3 separate regions of the Gossypium raimondii genome follow, and all the other regions are linked to region 2. The links are chromatin contacts, called in public Hi-C maps. All regions are on one chromosome and are shown on one strand. The core of a region is the stretch at or near the end of the contact, and the rest is flanking DNA. Distances in the headings are between cores, read along the strand shown.

Region 1 (2,700 bases), core at 60-2,559, 230 kb after region 2:
TTTAGGCTTCACACGATTCTCGGATCGCTCCTCAGTTTTCGGCGCTACCCCGGCATCATCGACTCCTTTTTCTCCGTTGGCATGGAGGATTTCAACTCATGAACTGCAGTTGCAAAGGATGAGTGTTCTTCAACAAGCTTGGTGGTTTTCTTGACTAATCCTCTCGTTCTTGCCATATTTTTCTTGTTTTGTGGAGTGAAGATGGTTTAAAGGTGTAAAGGTACGAACTTAAGGAAGAGAAAGTGAATAAAAATTGCTACTTGGGTGTTTCACGGTCGGCACAGTGAAGAGGGGTTGATAGTGAGTGAAAGAAGAAGATGGAAAGACGTGATTTTCTAAAGGGAAATAAAGCTGGCGGGAATAATTACATCCAATGAGAATTGCGCTCGCTCAGACAGATCAGACGACTAGGTGACTTTTGATCAAATCGTAGGATCTAAAATTTCTGATCTGCCCTCATTCTTGCTGAGTCAGAAGTGAAAGTACAATAGTATGAACTACGTTGACAATAAAGCCCAAATGCGTCGACAATGGTACCTAATTATTCTGCAAAAATAAAAATAAATAAATAAGATAAAAAAATAAAACAAACTTTAATAGAAACAAAATTGAAATAAAAATAAAATTACATAATAAATTTCATAAGAATTAAAATTTTTTGACCAATTTAATGGTCTCTGCCTGCTTGTGATCAATATTCCCAAGATAATGTTTCAATTTTTGGTCATTCACTTTGAATTGGTGTCCATCATTTAAATATCTATTGTCTTAAATGAATAAAGAGTAAAAAGGGGGACAATTATCACAAATTAACACAATCGAATTCCCGATTTGTTTTGTCATCTCTAAATGTTTGGTTAGAATTCTAAACTGATTCTAACAAAGGCACATTGTTTGACAAGGCCTTCACTGGCCGGATAGACCACATAACAGCCCACCCAAGAAGCAAACCACCATCCTTCTTAGAAAGCCCTTAAACGAGATACCCCGAAAGAAAAGAATGGATTCACCTAACCAGCCCACGTCACAGCGCCGCAAGGATCCAAAATAACCTACACTGTTTCAAGAAAGACATTTCTTCTTATAGGGCCAAGACGAAGCCCTTATATTCCAACACAATAAACGCATTCTCTCCCACCAAAGAAACAACTTCGGAGAAATACAATCAATATTAGAAAACACACAATCGGTCTATACCCACCACACACTAAAATTAGAGAGGGGAAGAGCAGCATCACCACCATTCAATCTTCATTTATTGTTAGATAATTATCTTAAGTTAGCTTATCAGTCTGTTTGGGGAAAAAAGAGAGTTAATTATTCGTCAACCTTTTTACTCTATTCATTGAAGAGAAAAATGGTTAAGCCAAATTTGTATTTTAGTAGGTGAAAGCGTTGGAAAAAACATGAAATGGCCGGCAAGCTTCTTCTCATGCGGAACAAACTGCAGTAGCTGGCGTAAGAATTTGATCCAAAACATGGAATATAGCAACAGAAATCTCATTGAATCTGCACGTACACATATTTTGCATAAATAAATGTTAATCCCGTACCAAATTTTCAATAGAATTTCCTCACTGTTTTAATTTCCTGTAAGAATAAGAGATAATATTCGATATCCAATGGCAGCTGCGATGGGAGGAAAGCTTCCAGGGCCAGCGTCAGGAACGGCACCGGCCAATGCCTATACGACGGAGAGTAACCCCATTGTGGTGATCGGTGAACAGTACATTGCCCCATACCCTGTGGATCTTAAAATACAACACACGGTATTTACGGTTGCTGAAAATAACTTCGATATCACCGACGTTAATGATAACCCTATTTTCAAGGTTAAAAACAAGTTGTTCAGCTTTCCTGATCGCCGCGTTTTGCTTGACGCTGCTGGAAATCCTCTCGTTTCCCTCAAACAGAAGGTGAAGGTTTGGTTCCCATTTTCTTGGACAATATGTGAATTCAAATTCAATGAATATAAATTTGGTGTTCTTTGGTTAGATATTGAGTGTTCATAGGAGATGGAGAGTTTTTAGAGGGGAAAGCGACAAATCAAGTGATTTTCTTTTCAGTGTGAGGAAATCGTCTTTGGTTCATCTGAAGATGAGGACGAAGACTACGACGACTACGACTTTAGATGTTTTCTTGGCATCCAATACCAGTGAATCACTGCCTGATTTCAAGATCACAGAGGGTTGGCGCGACAGCAGCTGCACTATTTTTGCAGGACACGCTATTATTGCACAGGTACTAAATTTACTATTCCAATCCTAATCATTTCTTACTAAAGCACTAATTATATCCACCTTTTAGGCCAAATATTATGCACAAATTCAATATTACTCAGAGAGCCAAAAGACTATGCACAAAATTGAATATATTAACACAAAGTTTAATACTGCAAAGGCTTACTTTGGACGGTGGTTAATTTTTTTTTTAACTCAGATGACATGGGTTTAATCTATGTCACCCTTTTATCTTCAGCGGAAGTGGATGAAAATGTTTCAACCCATGTTATTTAAGTGTCCGATGAAAATTTTAAAAACTCTTCGACAGATATTTGAATTTATTTACTTTTACTCTTGATATTATGTATTATTTAATTCATTGATGTATAAAATTAAACATAAGTAGTTTAAGTTCGAGTTCGACTCAAATTTTAGAACTTGATATTTGATTCGAGCTCGATCAAACATCTTATTTTAA
Region 2 (2,700 bases), core at 99-2,598:
TGAGATGGGAGCTTTTCTTTTTATTACAATATTTTATTATGACAGTTTGATCTTATAATATTTTATCTAAGTATGGATATATTTTAGACGGCTAGTATCATTAGGATTTAAACTTTGGATTAGGGATAAAACTTTGTTTACAAGAAAGCCCAGTTGCAAGAATGAAAGTCTTTGAATTCATAGAAAATTAGAGGTTTTCTATAACCTAAGTTTTCTAGAGTTCATCTTCTTTCCTATTCATACTTCAGCCCTAATTTGTTTATTTACTGCCTGTTTTCTCCCCTAAACCACACCACACAAGATCCCAATAATCAATCAAAGCTAAATAGCTTAAGCATTGAAACAAAATCTAATCTAACATCTTTAAACTTCCATGTTCAAAACCAGTAAGTTGTATGAACAAAACCGACCAAAAAAGATGATTAATCACAATGATAACAATGAAATAGTTAAAACCTGCAAATAAATAATAACTTTCCCCGCAATTCAAACAAATAAAGGATTAAAAGAAAACGGACAAAAAATAAGAAAAAATGAATAAAAAAAGAAGGAAGAAGAAGAAACGTACCGTACTACCCCAACGGTCACGGGCATCAATATTAGCCTTCCTAACAAGAAGCAGCTTAACAACCTCAACATGACCTTCACAAGCAGCGATATGCAAAGCAGTACGGCCATCCAAATCAATACTATTCACGTCAACGCCTTCATTCAACAAATCTTCCACTCCTTTGGCATCCCCTCTACACGCCATGAAGAGCAGCTGCATGGTCGCGTCAAGGTTTTCCGGCACCGCCATATCATCGTGGAGGGGACTCCGCCTAATTGGGTCCAGCGACGACTGCCGACCAAAGCTGAATCTTTGATTGTTCTTCCGAGGGTCCAGCGATGTCTGCCGCGTGAACTGGCGGCTGAAACTCCGTTTTATTGACCCGGTAGAGAACTGGCGGGAGATTCCCCGGTTTAACTGAGCTGCTAATGCCATGGTGGTTTCTTAGGATACAATTAAAAGGGTAATCCAGAAATTTGGAACAGCAACACAATTCACATAATCATCGATAAAACAAGGGAATGTGAAGAGGAAATCTGGATTCGGACGATCGAGAGCCAAATGGGGGAGAAAACGGAGAAGCAAGTTTAAGCTCAGGGATCCCGATATCGAGCCGAAGCCTGAATGAGGAGATGAAGGATAGAAGATTTGAGATCCGAGCGAAGCGCAGGGGACCTAATAAAAAAGGAGAAAATCAAGGCAAAAAAAAAGATGGTCGAAACTTGGCTTTTGGTTTTTCTCCTTTACTCTGCTTGTTTTTTGTTTCAACCCACGAAACCACCGAAAATGGCGTTCACCTAAATATTCATTTATAGTGCTATCTATCTTATTACAACGTACAACGTTGTGTTTGTTGCGAGAGACAAATGCCGAAAAAAATCCATAATTTATTCTTTGAATTAATTTCAATAATAATTATATTTTACTTTTTAATCAGTAAAATTTTCAAAATGTTATCCAAGAGATTTTTTTTTTCTAAAAGAATATGAATAATTACAGCTAGATTCAACTATCACTATATTCGATTTGATTTTGATTGACTTTTCTCTAAAATAAAATAAATATTAAAATTACACTTAAATTTTATTTTAATATATAATATTTAAAATATAAATTTTAATTTAATATAATTATACACATAGAATTTTGATTTTATTCAATTTTAAATAAATTTATTTATTTTTGTATTTGATTAATATAATTATATGTATATATAATATATAAAAATAAATTGACGCTAAACTGATAATATTATTAAACTTAAATTAAATTTAAAATTTATATATAAAATTATACAAAATTAAAATTTATAACGTTCACATTAAACTAAATTTTTGGGTAATTTTAATTTTTTCTTTTCTAAAACTAAAATACTACATATTAACTATTTTTTCGAAAAAAAAAACCTATTTTTAGGGGTAGGAAAAACGAAATTCTTATCATAGATGAAATTTGTTATGTGAGAGATAAGACAATATCTAAATTATTATTTTTCTTTCAAAGTTATTTCTATTATTAACTTCTTTTTATTTTTATGACGTTTTATCTATAAAAAATATTATATAATATGGAGAAGGTTTAATTTAAAAGTTTTGAATAATGTATATAAAAATTACTTTTTAGGGCATGTTGCATAAAATTATTCTTTTGATTAGTAATATAAAAATTTATGATAATTAAAGGACATATTATTATTATTATTATTATTATTCAGTGTGTGGAATTTAAAATTAATAAGTAAGTGAATGGAGAGAATATAATACATTTATAGAAAAATATTACTTTTCATTTTTGTACATGCTTCAAACGTAAATATAAAATAGTGTCATAAATATAATACGATACCTAATGTATACATAATAAATGGTATGGGCAAATTAGATACACTTATTCTTACTAAATTATTTGAATTTGATGGTAATTTTATTAATTTATTTTAAGTTATTTTGTGAAAATATTATTAGAAAATTCTTTAAACATTTTAAAATTGTGAATTTAAAATAATTTTAAGGTAGGTTTAAATATTTTAGTGGTTAAATATTGATAATTAGGGTCAATAATCACAATAATTTTATAGAGTCAAGTATCCATATCTGTTCTTGAGGTATAAATAGTTAATTCAAAAGTACTAATAATCGATATATCATTGG
Region 3 (2,700 bases), core at 96-2,595, 180 kb after region 2:
TTGCCGAAGTAGCCTGGTGGGAGCGGAGGATCCAATCTATATCGACCGTCAACTGGAAAATACAGCTTGGTATCTTGATCAGCTGGGAGACCCCTTGCTTTACTTACACAACGCCATATATGTGCAGCCAAGATGTTGAAGCTGCTATATTTTATACCACCGTTTGCATTTGCAACATTAGCTTTGGCTTTCAGGGTGTTCAATTGATCAGCTGTGAGCTTAAAGGTGGAGACAATGGATGGCTTATGATCATCTGATTGAGATTTTAATGCAGACTTCAATGCCGGTGAAGGGTCATATTCAACATGGTGGAGCTTAGGCGTTGGTGGGTCCCGAGCACGAAGAAGAGTTCGATCAATGAATGGTGCAATGGCAGGCGTCAAGCCCCGTGAAGTGTCAGCCCAACTATTGATGAAATGAAGAGCCGCTGCGCCGTCTCCTAAAGTATGTTGAATCCCTACTCCAAGACAAACTCCACCGCATTTGAACTTAGTTACCTGGTAAAATACACACACAATAAATAAACTATTATTATATAATCCTTTATATTTTATATCCTTTTTTCGGTGAAATGTTTGTGGATTACCTGCAATAAAATAAGTGGATAGGAAGATATTCCTTCAGAATAGTCGACTTTAGGGACTAAACGTAAAACTTGATGGTTCTCGGTAAAATCACCAATCAAATGTTCCATGACTGAAGTAGTTTCAGCTTCAACGAATAAAACTCCTTCACCGTTGCATATTATCTCAAGTCTTCCATTTTCATCATACCCCAACCTTCCAGCAACAGGGTAAAATGGGACAAGAATCTTGCTCAAAGCTTCTTTAAGCCTTCCAGTATCAAAGAAATCAGAAGAACCATTTGGCTTGTAATAGTATACAGTAGGGATGTGGTATCTTATCATCACTATATCTAAATTGGAGTTCCATAGACTTCGTTTGGGAGTGTCTTCAGCTGGACGAACAATAGCAGACTCCTTTATAGTAATCTCCATCTATAAATTAGATAACAAACTCCATTGTTAGTCGCATCTTCAAATGAATGGATGAAAAGGCAGGTTTTGATATCAATGAAAATGAGATAAGAACATGTATAAACTTCTACTTCTACTGAATGTTTGAAAGATGAAGGAGAGAAAATAGTGATTTTTCTAATTAAAAAAATGGAATGATGAAAGAGAAAGATTGGAATATTCATACCTTGAAATCGTGTTAGAAGAACAAGGGTGTAAAGGGCGCAAAGGGAGACTTGAGCAGTCCCTGGTGAAGCCTTTGCGCTTAATTTATAGATCCAAATTTTTAATGAATTAGACCAAAATCACATTGTCAAGTGCCAGCTGGTCTCCATCCCTAAATTCAATACCTTTCGTATTTATTACAATAAAAAGAACAGGTGAACTTTTAAATTTGGTACAAAATTATCAATTTTATTTTTGTAAAATTTATAAATTTGATAACACCTTTTTGAAATAATATCCAAAATTATTTATAGTCCATCTTCAAACATTAATTTGAAGGATAATGTGCTTCAACACACTTGAACTCACGTCTTCTTACACTGAAAACAGTACCAATACCAATACTAATTGAATTAAAACTCAATTGATAAATTTATAACAATTTTAACTATATATCATTTTTTAGTATAGTATAATTTTGCCAATACTTTTGCTTAATTCTCATAATGAGAAACATAAAAACTATTGCAATATTTAATACAAATCTTAAATTACTTATGTTACTTTTACTGTTATATATAATATTATGTTTCTTTTTGTAATATTAAAATATTAAATTTATAACTCAACTAAATCTTTATTTTCTAAATAATTTTATGAATAAAAATATTAAATAACCTAATGTAAATTTTAATTATTTGTAAAATACTTATTGCCCGGTCGGTGGTACAGTCTTCAGGTAAAATTAGGTTTAATTTACAAATCCATATTTATAGATGATAATTATTGGCATGATTTAGTTTATTCCGGATTGGATCTAAATTTCATTTAATTTCTTTTTTTATTAAAAAACCTTCTATATTTCATAAAAAGTTATAAGTATAAATATAATACAATTATAGTACAATTACAAAGGTATGTTTAACTAATTATAAAATAAAACTAAAATTAATATAAAGTATAAACGAATTAAGTAAAACCAATTAATTGGATTAAAATTAGATATAGTAACAACAATGATTGGACGAGAGACACATGCATGGTAATTATGCATGATGACTCTCAACTCGAGTACTCAAAGACTTGAAATTTCAACATTTGTTAATAATACCAATACCTTATTAATATATACACATAAATATTAAATAACTATTTTATATAAACATGTACTTTTTAATTAAATTTATGACCAATATTTTGAATTGTGTGAGACCAACTAGAATTATAAAATTGTTGGAATTGATTGATTAATTCATCTAATGTGAGAAATTTGGTTTTAATGTCTTAATTATATTCTTATAACAAATTATATAAAATAGAGATAAATTGAAATATGATATAGATATAGGAATAATTAATACATGATATAAATACAATATAAAGGTAAAGTCATAAAAAATTTAACAAGTAAATAAATTATACAAAATTAAAAACTCACAATATTTTCTCTAAAATTTAAACAAATTACTCAAAATATATCACAAAATGTATTAGGAATGCATATTTCAATTACAATAATA

Evidence for each region. A called contact is a pair of places that touch in the nucleus more often than the background predicts.
Region 1: a Hi-C map of leaf shows a contact between it and region 2, with 2.1 times the contacts expected there. The contact joins the promoter of LOC105775894 here to the promoter of LOC105777181 in region 2. A contact is called at or near these places in 2 of 2 Hi-C or Micro-C datasets (both in leaf).
Region 3: a Hi-C map of leaf shows a contact between it and region 2, with 2.6 times the contacts expected there. The contact joins the promoter of LOC105776825 here to the promoter of LOC105777181 in region 2. A contact is called at or near these places in 2 of 2 Hi-C or Micro-C datasets (both in leaf).

The regions. Positions count from the first base shown.
Region 1 is chr10:19,538,603-19,541,302 of ASM2569854v1, reverse strand. It overlaps LOC105775894 (protein LURP-one-related 10), which reads left to right and starts at 1,309. Exons shown (of 4, transcript XM_012598386.2): 1 at 1,309-1,458; 2 at 1,630-1,916; 3 at 1,996-2,241. The coding sequence starts at 1,407.
Region 2 is chr10:19,771,032-19,773,731 of ASM2569854v1, reverse strand. LOC105777181 (integrin-linked protein kinase 1) reads right to left here and starts at 1,348. Exons shown (of 12, transcript XM_012600290.2): 1 at 569-1,348. The coding sequence starts at 985.
Region 3 is chr10:19,594,782-19,597,481 of ASM2569854v1, reverse strand. It overlaps LOC105776825 (shikimate O-hydroxycinnamoyltransferase), which reads right to left and starts at 1,345. Exons shown (of 3, transcript XM_012599748.2): 1 at 1,203-1,345; 2 at 587-997; 3 at 1-497. The coding sequence starts at 997.